Linked DNA regions of Mus musculus: all the other regions are linked to region 3. Evidence: chromatin contacts called from public Hi-C and promoter capture Hi-C data. All regions are on one chromosome and are shown on one strand. The core of a region is the stretch at or near the end of the contact, and the rest is flanking DNA. Distances in the headings are between cores, read along the strand shown. Region 1 overlaps Sun2 (Sad1 and UNC84 domain containing 2). Region 2 holds the start of Cbx7 (chromobox 7). Region 3 holds the start of Nptxr (neuronal pentraxin receptor).

What was found. Hi-C and Micro-C count contacts between places; a contact is called where the count stands out from the background. Capture Hi-C pulls out chosen DNA fragments and counts their contacts.
Region 1: a Hi-C map of CD8 T cells shows a contact between it and region 3, with 2.4 times the contacts expected there. The contact joins the enhancer-like site here to the promoter of Nptxr in region 3. A contact is called at or near these places in 11 of 39 promoter capture datasets (the 3T3-L1 cell line, 3T3-L1-derived adipocytes, the C10 cell line and 6 more), 5 of 484 Hi-C or Micro-C datasets (CD8 T cells, embryonic stem cells, mammary gland and 2 more), 4 of 115 datasets of contacts at active chromatin or transcription factors (CD8 T cells, embryonic stem cells and pancreatic cancer cells) and 4 of 9 other capture datasets (adipose tissue, embryonic stem cells, liver and 1 more).
Region 2: a contact with region 3 is called in a promoter capture Hi-C map of adipose tissue. The contact joins the promoter of Cbx7 here to the promoter of Nptxr in region 3. A contact is called at or near these places in 3 of 39 promoter capture datasets (the 3T3-L1 cell line, erythroid cells and hippocampal neurons), 1 of 15 datasets of contacts at CTCF or cohesin (large pre-B cells), 2 of 484 Hi-C or Micro-C datasets (embryonic stem cells and liver), 10 of 115 datasets of contacts at active chromatin or transcription factors (cardiomyocytes, craniofacial prominence, embryonic forebrain and 4 more) and 3 of 9 other capture datasets (adipose tissue, liver and pancreatic islet).

What each region holds. Positions count from the first base shown.
Region 1 is chr15:79,726,827-79,731,239 of GRCm38.p6, reverse strand. Sun2 (Sad1 and UNC84 domain containing 2) reads left to right here. Exons shown (of 18, transcript NM_001205345.1): 9 at 896-1,150; 10 at 1,682-1,759; 11 at 2,164-2,207; 12 at 2,659-2,824; 13 at 3,156-3,377; 14 at 3,640-3,724; 15 at 4,074-4,189; 16 at 4,282-4,413. Among named protein-coding and RNA genes, the nearest start is that of Sun2, 14 kb to the left of the region's middle. Within about 2 kb of position 1,984, at least 39 of the 459 cell types and tissues checked have an H3K27ac peak or open chromatin away from gene starts, as enhancers often do. A contact at or near this core is called in 3T3-L1-derived adipocytes and CD8 T cells, where this site is marked.
Region 2 is chr15:79,929,544-79,934,453 of GRCm38.p6, reverse strand. Cbx7 (chromobox 7) reads left to right here and starts at 1,808. Exons shown (of 7, transcript NM_144811.3): 1 at 1,808-2,006; 2 at 3,825-3,868. The coding sequence starts at 1,938.
Region 3 is chr15:79,802,292-79,807,338 of GRCm38.p6, reverse strand. It overlaps Nptxr (neuronal pentraxin receptor), which reads left to right and starts at 2,630. Exons shown (of 5, transcript NM_030689.4): 1 at 2,630-3,364. The coding sequence starts at 2,756. The region is part of intron 5 of Npcd (neuronal pentraxin chromo domain); the gene reads left to right.

The sequences.
Region 1 (4,413 bases), core at 735-3,234, 75 kb after region 3:
AGACTTTCACTACCACTGGCTGTCCTGGAACTCCCTCTGTAGAACAGGCTGGCCTTGAACTCATAAAGACCCACTTGCTCTGCCTCCCGAGTGCTGGGATTAACAGCCTGTGTCACTATGCCCAGCTGCCCTATCCCAGCTGTTCCAGTGGCCATACTCGGGAAGCCTGTGGTGTGCTGCCCTGGGCCCATGCTCTGTCTTTCCTCTGGCCCACCAGGCTGAGCATCGCATACTCGGGAAGCCTGTGGTGTGCTGCCCTGGGCCCATGCTCTGTCTTTCCTCCGGCCCACCAGGCTGAGCAGCGCATACTCGGGAAGCCTGTGGTGTGCTGCCCTGGGCCCATGCTCTGTCTTTCCTCTGGCCCACCAGGCTGAGCAGCGCATACTCGGGAAGCCTGTGGTGTGCTGCCCTGGGCCCATGCTCTGTCTTTCCTCTGGCCCACCAGGCTGAGCAGCGCATACTCTGGAAGCCTGTGGTGTGCTGCCCTGGGCCCATGCTCTGTCTTTCCTCCGGCCCACCAGGCTGAGCAGCGCATACTCGGGAAGCCTGTGGTGTGCTGCCCTGGGCCCATGCTCTGTCTTTCCTCTGGCCCACCAGGCTGAGCAGCACATACTCGGGAAGCCTGTGGTGTGCTGCCCTGGGCCCATGCTCTGTCTTTCCTCTGGCCCACCAGGCTGAGCAGCGCATACTCGGGAAGCCTGTGGTGTGCTGCCCTGGGCCCATGCTCTGTCTTTCCGGCCCACCAGGCTGAGCAGCGCATACTCGGGAAGCCTGTGGTGTGCTGCCCTGGGCCCATGCTCTGTCTTTCCTCTGGCCCACCAGGCTGAGCAGCGCATACTCGGGAAGCCTGTGGTGTGCTGCCCTGGGCCCATGCTCTGTCTTTCCGGCCCACCAGGCTGAGCAGCGCGTTCTCTCCCGGGTTCACTCTCTGGAGCGGCGTCTGGAAGCCCTTGCTGCAGACTTTTCCTCCAACTGGCAGAAGGAGGCCATACGGCTGGAACGCCTGGAGCTGCGGCAGGGGGCTGCTGGCCATGGAGGAGGCAGTAGCCTGAGCCATGAAGATGCCCTGTCTCTCCTAGAAGGGTTGGTGAGCCGCCGCGAGGCTACCCTGAAGGAGGACTTGCGCAGGGACACAGTGGCTCATATCCAGGTGGGAGAACATTGTTGCCTGGAGGTGGGGTGGCACATTTCATAAAGGCAATGCCATAGAAAACCCTGACAGTCATGTGGGATGTAGGAGGCCCCATGGGGCCCGGGGGAGATGGTAGTGTGTCACTTAGGGCCATTTGCCAGGTGCCCTGTCAAGATGAAGATGATCCGTCTTCCATGGTGAGAGACGTGTCAGGCACAGGTGGTATTCCTTGTATTTCAGAGCCTTGTAGATAAGACCAGGAGCTGAAACTCCCGGAAAAAACCCTAGAAGGAACCCAGTTAGACCATGTCTAGTCACAAGTATTCCGAGGGCAGCTGTCAAACCCTCTTGGTGTGGTGGTGCACACCTTTAATCCCAACACTTCACTTAGGTAGAAGCAGGGAGATCTCTGAGTTCAAGGCCAGCCTTGTCTACAGAGGGAGTTCTGGGATAGTCATAACTATATAGAGAGATGCTGCCTCAAAAGAAAACAAGAAGAAGAAGAAGAAAAAAAAAACACCCAAAACAACCAGTCCTCATATCTGGTAGGAAGAATTGGCTACCCTGAGGGCAGAGCATCACCAAGACTCGGAAGATCTCTTCAAGAAGATCGTCCAGGCCTCTCAGGTCAGTGGGCTAGGCATGCAGCCCTGCACTGGGATCTCACCCAATTACATCTGTCCTTGGTTCTACCATGGATACTGCTGGGATGTTGAGTAGAGGGGGGTGGGATAGTCTCATGCCTTCTCTGGGGCCTGAACTTGCCTTGGACAGACGGTCCACAGTGACCCCGGGATGTGCATGGTGCAAGGGTGGTGTCTGTGCTGAGTGTGTTGTGCTCAGTGAACATAACCTAGGTGGGAATGAGTCTGATAAGGGCTGAGACTCACAGGACTTCCCCTGCTTTGATCTTTGCTGAAAGCGCTGGGGCACCCGTTCAAGGTCGTGGTTAAGCAAACACTCCCATGTAGAACTCTCAGACTTCTCTGAACTCATCTTGGCTTATTCTTGCCCTTTCTTGCTGCTCTTAGGAGTCCGAAGCCCGAGTCCAGCAGCTGAAGACAGAATGGAAAAGGTAATGGCAGCCACCTGGCCATGGCCTGCTCTGCCACCCCGTTAGGGTTCTGCCTGGTTGACTGAGACTTAGCTTAGGATCCTGCCTATGGCCTCTACGGTACAAGGCAGGTTGGTAAGGCCTTGGGGAGGCAGGGACAGGCACGGCAGTGAAACTGGAGCCTGTGGGCTGGTCTTTTCTGTATGCCTTCTGCTCTTATGACCTAGATGTGAAGGCATGGCAGGCTGTGGCATTGTGAACTGTGCTGTCCAAGCCTACAGAGAATCAGGTCAGAATTAGCTGTGAGACAGGCAAACCCAAGCTCCTGGGCTGTGTTCTACTGCCAGACTCCAAGGGCAGCCCTGGCACTTCACACACAGTGATGGGCTTCCAGCTTATGACAGGAGTCAGTCAGGGGTCCCTCATCCTTCCTCAGTGTGGCCTTACCTTGCTTCCCTCCATCTGGAACTAGCATGACCCAGGAGGCCTTCCAGGAGAGCTCTGTGAAGGAGCTGGGACGGCTGGAAGCCCAGCTGGCCAGCCTGCGGCAGGAGCTGGCTGCCCTGACTCTGAAGCAGAACTCGGTGGCAGATGAAGTGGGCCTGCTGCCACAGAAGATCCAGGCTGCCAGGGCTGATGTGAGCGGGAAGTACCCAGAGCCCTACTAATCACCTCCCCTCTGAGACCACCTGCCTGGGAGGGGGCATCTGTCAGCTGGAGCAGCGTCTTTGGCCTGTTGTTCTAGAGGCGCATGCATGGCTGATCTGATGCAGGCCTAGGCTCTTGGGGAAAATGCTTTCCAATCCCAGTCTCTGTTCCCTGGAGAGTTCCTAGCCTCTAACACCTCTCTCAGGGGCTCCAGCCTTCCCTTCCAGCTCTGCTTCCTCCTCCAGTGACAGCCCACCCACCCTGTCATAGCTGCCCCTGCCATTAGTGCAAGCTTCTGAGTGACACTGCCTTTGTCTGTAGGTGGAATCCCAGTTCCCTGACTGGATCAGGCAGTTCCTTCTTGGAGACAGGGGTGCGCGCAGCGGGCTCCTGCAGAGAGATGAGATGCACGCTCAGCTGCAGGAGCTGGAGAACAAGATCCTTACCAAGATGGCTGAGATGCAGGGCAAGTCAGCCAGGGAGGCCGCAGCGTCCCTGGGACAGATACTGCAGAAAGAAGGCATAGTTGGGGTGACAGAGGAGGTAAGGGATGACTGTTCCCCCAACACGCTGCCTCTCCCCTGGAAGTCTCACACTGCCAGCTCTTCATGTGTGTTAGGACATGATAGACCCTCCTGGCTGGAGGTTCAGGTGTAGATTCTGGGCTCAGTGTGTGTGGGTGGTGGAATGAACAAAGCCTGCTTGGGTACTACTGGTGCCAGTTCAGCAGGGCCAGTTCATGGATATGCACGCAGTACCTGGTATGCCCCAATCACATCCCATGTCTGCCTGGGGCATGTTTTAGCAGGTGCACCGGATCGTCAAGCAGGCCCTGCAGCGCTACAGTGAGGACAGGATTGGAATGGTGGATTACGCCCTGGAATCAGGAGGTGTGTGTGCCTTCACCAATTCACCGTATCCTGGTCCTTACACTGGCGAGGCCCCAGGTCTGCCAGGCAGCACAGTGCTAAGCACACAAGGCTTGACACCAGCACAAACTAGACTCCCATCCAAGGCAAGGGTGGCTGAGGGAAGCCATGAGCCAGAGTGGACCCCTGGCTGGGAATGGCTCTGTGAGACTAGGTTAGAGCTAAGGGGTGGGCCTGAGGAACTTGTTCCCATGCTCTCTAAGGCAGGCAGTAGCAGTCTCTTCCCTGGCCGCCTTTTTAGTCCTGGAACCACTACCTGAGTAGTGGGCCAACCCACTTTGAGATTTAAAATCGTTCTTTCCTGTGACAGGAGCCAGTGTTATCAGCACCCGCTGCTCTGAGACTTATGAGACCAAGACGGCACTCCTCAGCCTCTTTGGCATCCCCCTGTGGTACCACTCCCAGTCACCTCGGGTCATTCTGCAGGTGGGCACTCTAAACACAGTGGGGGATGCCCGTCTCAGTCAGCCACAGATGGATTAGAGGCCCTGTTCTGACATGCCTCCCACCCCCTCCAGCCAGATGTGCACCCAGGCAACTGCTGGGCCTTCCAGGGGCCCCAGGGCTTTGCAGTGGTCCGCCTCTCTGCTCGAATCCGACCTACAGCCGTTACCTTAGAGCACGTGCCCAAGGCCTTGTCACCCAACAGC
Region 2 (4,910 bases), core at 559-3,058, 130 kb before region 3:
GGTCGGGGGGGGGGACGCGGTTTCTGCCTTTTTTTTTTTTTTTGCCACCAGCGTTTTCATCGTCTCTTCCTCATTGCATCAGACCTCAGACCCCTCTGTCCTCCGCCCCACCCCCAGACTTCCCTGAGCCCTGCTTGTCTTGTTCTTGGGTTGGAATTCCCCTTAGGGATAGGGGAATTTCTAGGGTCTGTATTCGTAAATATCTTCATTGTACATTTGTTCTTAGTAGATGTTTCCATGGAATATTATAGTTCTCGGATGGTGGTAATTTTCTCTGGGGACAGGGACATGTCATCCCCTGCCTTCTGGCTTCCTTTGCACTTGATTTGAAAAAAAAAAAAAAAAAGCTCAGGTGCCAATGTAACATTCTTTTTCTCTTTTTTTTCTTCGCCAGACATAGGTGCTTAGAGTTTATTCTAAGAATAGGGAACCCCAGAATGCTTCTAAGCACTGAGTGACTCGGTCGGGTCTGGTGGTAGAAAGCGCACTGCGATCACTGGGCCCCGTGGGGGAGGGGATTGTTGCTAAGAATCCAGGCTGTGGGGGGTGGTGATGTTGAGGGGGAAGCCCTGAGTCTCCTCCAGAAGGTCAGAACAGCAGGAATTAGGAGGAAATGGGAGGAGTTGGGGACGACTCGGACCTGTCCTCAACAATGCCGAAAACTGAAAAGGCTTGGTGCTGGCTCCGGGGTGAGGACTTTTTTCCTTCCACATTTAGTTGAGGCAAACGGTCAGCAAACCAAGGGCGAGGTGGAAAAACCACTGGAGTCCAGGCTGTTGTGGGATCTGCAGACGGCAAAAGTGGGTCTCCACCTGCGACGAGGTGTTAGCAGCGCCTAGCCTGGTCCCTCAGGGAAGGGCGCTCGCGGTGCGTTTTCGCATCACCTACTAAGACTGGTTTGGGTTGATGGGTGGAAGCGTGCTTGGAGCGGGGGACTCAGAGGCACCTGTTCAGGCCTGCTTAGACTACGTACTCCGGGTGGAAAGCTTTGCTGTCTGTCCCTCCTGCCGCGCGGACCCGGCCGGACCTTGTCTCCTTTGTAGGAAAGGAAACTGGCTGTCCTAAAATTCACTGTTTTGAACAAAGTGGCCTCGAACTCATAATGATATGCCTGGCTCTACCTCCCGAGTGCTGGGATTAAAGGCATAAAGTACTACCTCCAACTTTAAAGGTTTTGTCTTATTTCTGAATAAATACTTATGTGTATGAGTGGTTGTTAGCCTGCGTGTACGTATGTGCACACTGTGTATGAGTACATCAGAGGATAGTATGGAATTCCATGGAGCCACAGTTGTGAACCATAATGTTGGAGGTGGGAACCAACCCAGGTCCTCTGAAAGAGCAGAAGTGCTATCTCTCCAATCCTTGTTTCAATGTATTTATTTGTGACAGGGTCTTACATAGCTAAGGTTGGCCTTGAACTCCTGATCTTCCTGCCTCAGCTGTCTAAATACTGAGATTACTTGCTTGCTAATCTCGGCTTTAAGGCCACTTCATTTCGGACCTTCTCAGTCTTTAGGGGGACTTGGGAAGACTGATCACGTCCAGCCCAGAAGCCGAACTGAGAGATGGGATGGACCTTAGACTGCCAGGAGCATCAGACCTGCTGCCAGCTGCCCAATTTGGTCAGCAGGCGGGGTTAAGGAGTAGGGCGTGGCTCCGGCAGCGAGGGGGCGGAGCTGACCCTCTGGGCGCTTTCAGAGGCACGCGCGCGCGCACCCGCTCTCTGGCGCTGGGGAAAACGTTGCGCAGGTTCAAAAATGGAACGTCGGCGGCGTGAGGGAACACTAGGGGGTGTGCGCGCGTGCGCGTGCGCGCCCGGACGAGCCTGACGGGGTCCCCGCCGTCCCGAGCATCGCGCGCAGCCGCCGCGGCCCCGCAGCTCCACCCCCGGCCCAGCCCGGTCCGGTCCTGGGCCCACTCGCCCGCCGCCCCGCATGGAGCTGTCAGCCATAGGCGAGCAGGTGTTTGCGGTGGAGAGCATCCGGAAGAAGCGCGTGCGGAAGGTGAGGCTGCTCGGGGGCGGCTCCCGGGACAGGGCGAGGTTGCCTCCCGCTCCTCAGCACCGCCCACTCCAGGTTGGGCAGAGCAGAAAGTGGTGCAGGGGTGACCTGGGGACCCTGGGCTGCCTGGCGGGTCTCCACATCCTGTTCCTCACTTTCCCCACCACTATGTAGGGCCAGTAGAGTTAAAGTTGTTGCCCTCGGATGTTGGTGCATCCGAGGCCACCTGGGATGGAGATGAAGATAGGACTAGAGATCCTGAGTTCTATTCCGTCTCGTTCCCTTTACGCTCACTTTCGAGGAGACTAAAGCTCAAGTTGATGAAGCAACTTGCCAGTGCGTTAGAGTCAAAGTGAGTCTCGAACTCGGCTCTCTGGATATTTAGTACCAAGTCCTTTGAAGTTGGCCGCAGAGCTTTAGGAAAGTCTCCTGTGGCCTCTGAAGTTTTCTTATTGGACTTTGACCTTCCCGATCCCAACCCCCCAGGGCACACCTTTCTTCTCCGCTCCCATTCCTCCCCTCCCCCAACCTTCCAGCCGGGTGCTGCTGCCCTGAAGCCTGGGCCACTGTTGTTGGGACATCCTCAAAGCTCCTCCCACCTCTGCCAAGGCCTTACACTTACACACACACACACACACACACACACACACACACACACACACACACACACACACACACACCCTGAGATTTAAGGAGGTGGTTTTGCCGCGCTTAGGGCCGCACACCTCAACCTGCAGTTTCCTGTCCAGACCTCAAGTCTGCGATCTTTGTGCACGTGCTTGCTGATGGGCTCTTCCCAGAGTGAACTTGGAGCTGGCCATATGCAATGAAAAGAGTTCCTGTCCTGGATCTAAGGGAGGGTCCCCTCTCCTTTTCTCCTTGCCATCTGTTTCGGAGGCTCCTGAAGCCACCTTTTTTCCATTTGGCTTAAGTGCAGGCATGAGAGTGTCTGCTGTAGCATCCTCAGCACGGGTTCCGGTGGGCCCAAGGTAGGTGGCTTGGAGCTTGGCGATCTATTGATTAGGGCTGCTTTCTTTCCTTGCTGTTTCTCGGTACTAGACTGAAGCGGGTATAGACATCATCTCCTCTAACAAGGAACAGAGAGGTGGGTCAGACAGGGGACTCATTCGCTCAACTCAGCACTCCCAAATCTCTACCGAGGCGGCAGTGTACTCTAGAGCTCAAGGCTCCCTTTTCTCTCTCAGAACTGGCTTTCTGGCAGAGGACAAGGATGCAGGATGAACGAAGGATGCAGGAGAAAGGAAAGGTGGATGCCTTTGGTGGACAAAGGCTTTTCATAAAGAGCTGTCCACTGCGTGGTGCTGGGGGGGACTCTTTGGCAAGGTGGATCAGAGAAGAGGAACTCAAAGCTCTCCCATGTTGATATTTCATCCAGTGCATGGTGCTGGATGAGACACTTAGAGACCCCTTTCCCTTGAGGCTCCAATTTCTAACAAGTGGAGGGCCTGCTGGGCTGCCTCTACCTGAGGCTTTTTTTTTTTTTTTTTGAAAGTGAGGAATCATGGTCCTGGCATGGTGGTCCTTCAGCCACCGCACAAGGCTCTACATGCACAGTCCCATGTGGTCTCAGTTTCTCTAGGATTCCAGGGATGTCTGGGACCAGATAATACTCCCGTGGGGCAGCAAGGAGGCCTGTAGGGATGTCGCATGGTAGCCAGAGTTTTGGGGGGTATTGACTCCAGGTTGACAATCTTGAGGTTCACAGGTTGGTGATACTGTGTTGTGGCAGAGGGTCCTATTGTCCCGCAGGTGGTGGTAGAGTATGTATGTCTCACCCTATCTCCTTTCTTTTTTTCACAGGGCAAAGTTGAATATCTGGTGAAGTGGAAAGGATGGCCCCCCAAGTAAGAGTCCTTTGTGTGTCCCCTGTCTGTCATCCTCTCACCAGGCTGGCCCTAGCTCCTGTTGCTTTTTTAGCAAGCATTCCTCAATCACCAGCTTTTCTAGGCCTTAATTCCCCCCTGGTAAGGGGTGGCCTCCTTATCCCCTCATCCTGCTCCCTTGCTGGCCATGAAGCAAAGGCCCTAGCATCTTGGCTTCGGAAATGGCTGCAAGCCAAGGGGAAGAGGTCCCCATGTGGGGCAGGTTCAGTGCTAGGTGAGAGGGGAACCTTGGGCAGTGGCTCCCCAGTCCTCACTGCATTCAGGGTAGGGAAAGGCAGAGCCTGGGTCATCTTGGGTTTGGATGGTGCTCCCTTGCCTACCAAGTAAGTTATCTTTTTTTTTTTTTTAATTTTATTTTATTTTTAAGTAGCTCTGATTCTGAGCTTTTCAGGTGAAGAGACAGAGTCAAAGACAATGAGCAACTTTCCTTGGGTCACACAGCCAGGGGAGGCAGAGCAGAGCCTGCTCATTTCCAGGCTTCTCTGAATTTCCAGTATTCTCTCCTAATGTTGTGGGCTAGAGAGCTAGGTTTGATACACAGCACAGCCGGTGGGCCTCTGGTGCTGAGACCTAACCAGGAGTCTCTCGCTAACCAGTCACCTCCCAGCAGAGAGTTGCTGCCGGTGAGAACAGGCTAGATATAGAACCTCTCTATTGGCTTGTGAGTGATCTGCTCTGCCTCCTGGACAACCCCTCTGCTTTCCTGATGGCTCTGACCACCTCTGGACAGGACTTTCTTCCTCTGTCTGTGTGTGGGAGGGGTGGAGGTGGAGGGCTGACCTTGTGATTGGATCCTGAGATAATCATGGAGGGATGGTGACCTGGGTATTGGTTCAGGGTGGACTGCAGGCAGGCATCCAGGTGCTGTACCTGATGACTGACAGGCACAGCACATGTTGTCTACCCCCTCCCCCATCTTCCATTCCCAAATGCCCCTCCATTGGTCACTAGTGGTCAGTGTCCTCAGAGGTGCTCAGCTGCGCTATCTTCGTTCATCTGCAGC
Region 3 (5,047 bases), core at 1,381-3,880:
TTGATCCTCCTGTCTCTACCTCCCAAACGCTGTGATTACAGACATGTACCACTTCCTGGTTTATGTGATACCTGGGCTTCATGCCTGCTAGCCAGGCACTCTGCCAGCTGAGCACTCCCCAGTCCAGAGAGAAATTTTTTTGTGTACTCTCATTTTATATTTTGTATACTCTCACATTCCTCATTTTATAGAGGGGGGGACACAGAAGGTGTCAAGAAAGGCCTGAGATCCACCTCACCTGCTAACTGGCAAATTAGGGCAAAGTGCAACAGTGCACACCTTTAATCCAAGCTCTCTGAAGCTGAGGCAGAGGGATATCTATGAGTTTGAGGCCAACCTGGTCTCTTGAGGAACTTGAGACAGAGTTCCAAGCCTCCAAGGGCTACATAGAAAGACCTTGTCTCAAAAACAAACAAAAACAAACCAGCAAGTCAGCAGGTTTCACAGATGCTGGAGAAAAGTCAAGAATCTCCCCTCTGGGGACGGGGGTGGGGATAGAAGTGGTGGTGGGGGACAAGGGGGATGGGAGTGGGGAGGCAGAGAGAGACTTTATTCACATCAAAACAGGCAGCATTTACTGCATGTAGACAATAGCCCCCAGTGCCTTCATGGAATTATATAGGAACTTAGACACACACTGTAGGTCTGCAGTACAGCCAATACACCGTGAGCTGAGACAGCCTCGGTCTTCTTTTGATGGTCTATCAGCTGACCCACCCCACTGTGGTCCCAGAGATGTGAACTGTACTCTGATCAGCAAGCAAACCTGTTCTCTCCTCAGAGGACAATACAATGTTTTCCAAAGTTGTTACCATGTAGATATCCCTGTAAAGATAGTTGCCAACAGGAGATGGGGTGCCGGCCGCAGGTGTTTAAGCAGGGTGTGTGTGACTTATTAATACCATTGGCTTAATAGTCATGCCAAGCAATTAATAGACTAGTTTAAACAAGATCCACCTCCAGCCCCTGCACTTGTCCACTCAGCTGCCTCGGAACTCCCAGGGTGGCTGACGACACTCAAATTACCTTTGACTGTTCTGCTACTGGGAGTGACTTCCTCTTGGCCTCTCCTGGCATTCCTGGCCCTTGAAGAACATTTTCCATCGGGATTTTTGTCTGCGTGTCTGTCTTCATGGACATACTAGAATCAGCTGGGGTGCTGATATCGTCTCTACCCCTAAGGCTGTAGGGGGCCCAATGCCTGTCATTGCCTCCAAAGATCTGAGGCTAGATCTCCAGTTGTGGATGCTTCCTCTGAGCCGTGCTGCCTGGGCTGGGGTCTCAGGTTATTAATTGTCATCAACGCAGCTCTGGGTGCTCATGATGAGCAGAGCCCGCATTGTGCCTCTCACTAGCATATCTGGACAACAATCCCTGACTCTAGGGTGTGGGTGAGCAGAGGTGACATAACCCCCAGCCTGGAAAATGAAGGGAGTCAGAACGGATGCTCATGGACCTCCAATGGGGTGCCAGTGACCAGGCAAGGTCCCCCAGGATTCTGGAGGTTGCTGCCTCCTCAGAAAGGTCCTGGTCCCCAGTCATGTCCACGTTGGTAGCTGTGGGGAGTCAGAGACTTTTGAGATGGTCAAGACTTGGCTCAGGACTTAGTGAGCCATTACCAGGCTGCAGCGTGAACCTTCATGGCCTCCAGGGGTTCTTCCAGCTCAGGAATCCATCCCAGGCAGAGACAGCCTGCAGAACAGCAGGGCTGAAGCCGGACTGGAAAGGGTGGGAAGATTTTTAACGTTTTTCATTGCAAAGTTAATTTTCAACAGAATATATATAGAGGCATTTTAGGCACGATAAAGTAAAACCTACACACATAGCCCACTCCTGCCTGGTCTTGGCGCCCACCAGCTTGCATCCCACCTGCCATTCTGACAGAGGCTGCAGCGAGCTAGGGGATTATCCTCTGGCAACTTTGATGCTTGCAGACCTAAGGGCTCAGATGGGGTGCTTGGAGCAGAGCGAACCTGCTCTTCTGGAAAGAGGAGGTAGCAGGTGACACTCAGGTGACCACAGCAGAAACAGATTAGGCCTCCTCACCCTCGACTGCTGTCTCTTTGATCGCTAGCTTTCACCTTAGTAGTCCTGTCCAGGCAGATGTGGCTCACCTCAATGCTGCTTCAAATGCATTCTAGCTGTGACCTTGGGCTGCCACTTGGCCTCAGTTTCAGAGGGTCTCAGTTTCCTCTTTGTTATCAGGAGCATGTTCAGGCTGAGGCTTAACTACAACGGAGCCGGCATCACGCTGAGCCCAGGGCCCTCAGTTTCCTCATTTGTATCTTGAACGTGTTCAGACTGGTGTTAACTGCAACCGAGGCTGCAGCGTGCTGAGGCCAGAGCCCCGCAGGGACACAGCTATGGGCATTCCGGGGGGCGGGAGGACCCGGAGAGGACCAGAGGCCAGGACGCAGGGTCGCCTTAGAACCCAGCCGCCACGTAGCCATCCAGTCACCTCCTTCTGAGTGAGATGAAGCCCTGGGCGTGGCGCACGCAGTCGGGCTCCCGGCACGGAACGGGTGCGGGGCTGGGCTTCGGCCGGCCCCGGGGGAGCGAGTGGGGCGGGGCCGCCGCGCCCGCCTTCTCCTCCTCCTCCCGCCGCGCGGGCTCAGAGCGGCGGCAGTAGCGGCCGCGGCGACAGCTCCGGCTCCCACTCCGGCTCCCGTTCCGGCTCCCGCGCTCCCGGGCCCTGCGCCCCGACCCCCGCCGCCGCGCCTGCCGGGGGCCTCGCGCGCCCCCTCCGCGCCTCACGCTGAAGTTCCTGGCCGTGCTGCTGGCCGCGGGCATGCTGGCGTTCCTCGGTGCCGTCATCTGCATCATCGCCAGCGTGCCCCTGGCGGCCAGCCCCGCTCGCGCGCTGCCCGGCGGCACCGACAACGCCTCGGCCGCCTCGGCCGCCGGTGGCTCGGGTCCGCAGCGCAGCCTGAGCGCCCTGCACAGCGCAGGCGGCTCGGCCGGGCCCTCGGTGTTGCCCGGGGAGCCCGCGGCCAGCGTCTTCCCGCCGCCGCCCGTGCCGCTGCTCAGTCGCTTCCTCTGTACGCCGCTGGCCGCCGCCTGCCCGTCGGGGGCCGAGCAGGGGGACGCGGCAGGCGAGCGCGCAGAGCTGTTGCTGCTGCAGAGCACCGCGGAGCAGCTGCGCCAGACGGCGCTGCAGCAGGAGGCGCGCATCCGCGCAGACCGGGACACCATCCGCGAGCTCACCGGCAAGCTGGGCCGCTGTGAGAGCGGCCTGCCGCGCGGCCTCCAGGACGCCGGGCCCCGCCGCGACACCATGGCCGACGGCGCCTGGGACTCACCTGCGCTGCTGCTGGAGCTGGAGGACGCGGTGCGCGCGCTGCGAGACCGCATCGAGCGCATCGAGGTGAGTGGTGCGCCGTCGGGGGACACGGGGTGGAGGGGCCCTGCTCAGCCTGCGGCGCGGGGGTCCCGGGTCCCTGGAGCTGCGGTCGGGTCACCTGAAGCATGCCCCTGGCAGGCACCATGGAAGTGTTCTGGTCCGAATCGCCGGTGGGAACCTGGCACGGTGATCGGGGCACGAGAATGGGAGAACGGCGTCCACTTGTAGTGAAAATTGATTGAGATGCAGGTGTGGGGATGTTTGGCACATGGTCTCCTTAGATGCTCTCCTCGGGAACCTAGAGCAGCTCCCACCCCGTACTCACTACCTTTAGGAGTACCGTTAGCTGTCTTGGCAAGCCCAAGAGTGCCTCATTAGCACCAACCTGCACGCCTGCATCACCTCTCATCCCCGGGCCACGCCCAGCTTTATGTACCTGAAGCTCTGAACTCTTGGGGTAAATCAGCGGATGACTCCTCAATAGGGGTGTACTTAGCTCCCTCCGCCTCCTTTTCCAGGTCAGATACAAGGAGTCCCCGGGGAGTAGGGACCCTTCTCGGGTTTGTGTGTGATGCTAAGGCATTGACTGATTATGCCTATGGTCCCTTTCCTCTCTGTTACAAATTCCCAGTCTGGGGACAAATAGATAAGATAGATTGAGCAGGACAAACAGACAGGAAAGCCTTGGCCATTCCCAGACATGGACTGATTTCCAGACACGGAATAAATCCTCGAAGGAGGGGCGAGATAGGGCTGATGCTGTGGCCCCAGCCTCCTCCCCCAGGCTGTAGCTGGGCAAGGCAAGGGTGAAGTGAAAGCATGGACAAATTAAATGGGCAGAGAGAGCATGTATAGGGCTCCAAGTTCAAGCTGAGGAGATACCTGTGGGAAGGTTGTAGGCTCCATCCCAGCAGACCACCATGAAGTCAGCTGCTTGAACCCCCACCTTCAGAGTTATCAGACCACAGTCTCCTCATACCACCTCCAGGGCTTCCACTCCCTTTATGGAGATAAGAAAATCCATTTCAAACCTCCTGAGCTGAGTGGCAGAGAGAGAGAGAGAGAGAGAGAGAGAGAGAGAGAGAGAAAGAGAGAGAGAAAGAGAGAGAGAGAGAGAGAGAGAGAGAGAGAGAGAGAGAGAGAGAGAGAGGACAAGCCAGGCAAGTACCCTGCTTCTCGGCCCAGGGGTGAAGTTCTTAAAGCCAAAAGCAGTGGAGGGGGGTGGGGAACAGATAAAAGCTGCAGGGGAGGGGAGCCTCAGTCTTCTCACCTGTAAAATGGGCATCATGACACTATACATCTCACCAGACAGACACTCCAGTGGCAAAGGTATAAGCAAACACATAAATAGGAGCAAATTCTCCCTTTAAGATTGTACTAATGTAAGAATCATTTGAGTTTTCCCTCAACTTTCTCTCCATGCCCTAGCCCTGGCACCAGAGATGGCACAGGTGGCTCCTCCCACGGCTGTGACTGGCACGGCTGTGCTGACCCTGCTCCCTGGCACCTGGCTCTTGTCCAGGTAGGCTTCCCTGCAGTGGGCCTGCCGAGGCTGAGGGATCCTGGCAGCAGGGACTTGGCAGTAGGTCAGCTTCTCAGGCTTGGGGGCATCCCCCCCCACCCCCCTGCTTCTCCACATTCCCCTTCTCCTATTTGCCGAGTGAGACAGACATGGTCTGGTCTCTGATCCTGGCAGCAGCCAGAGTC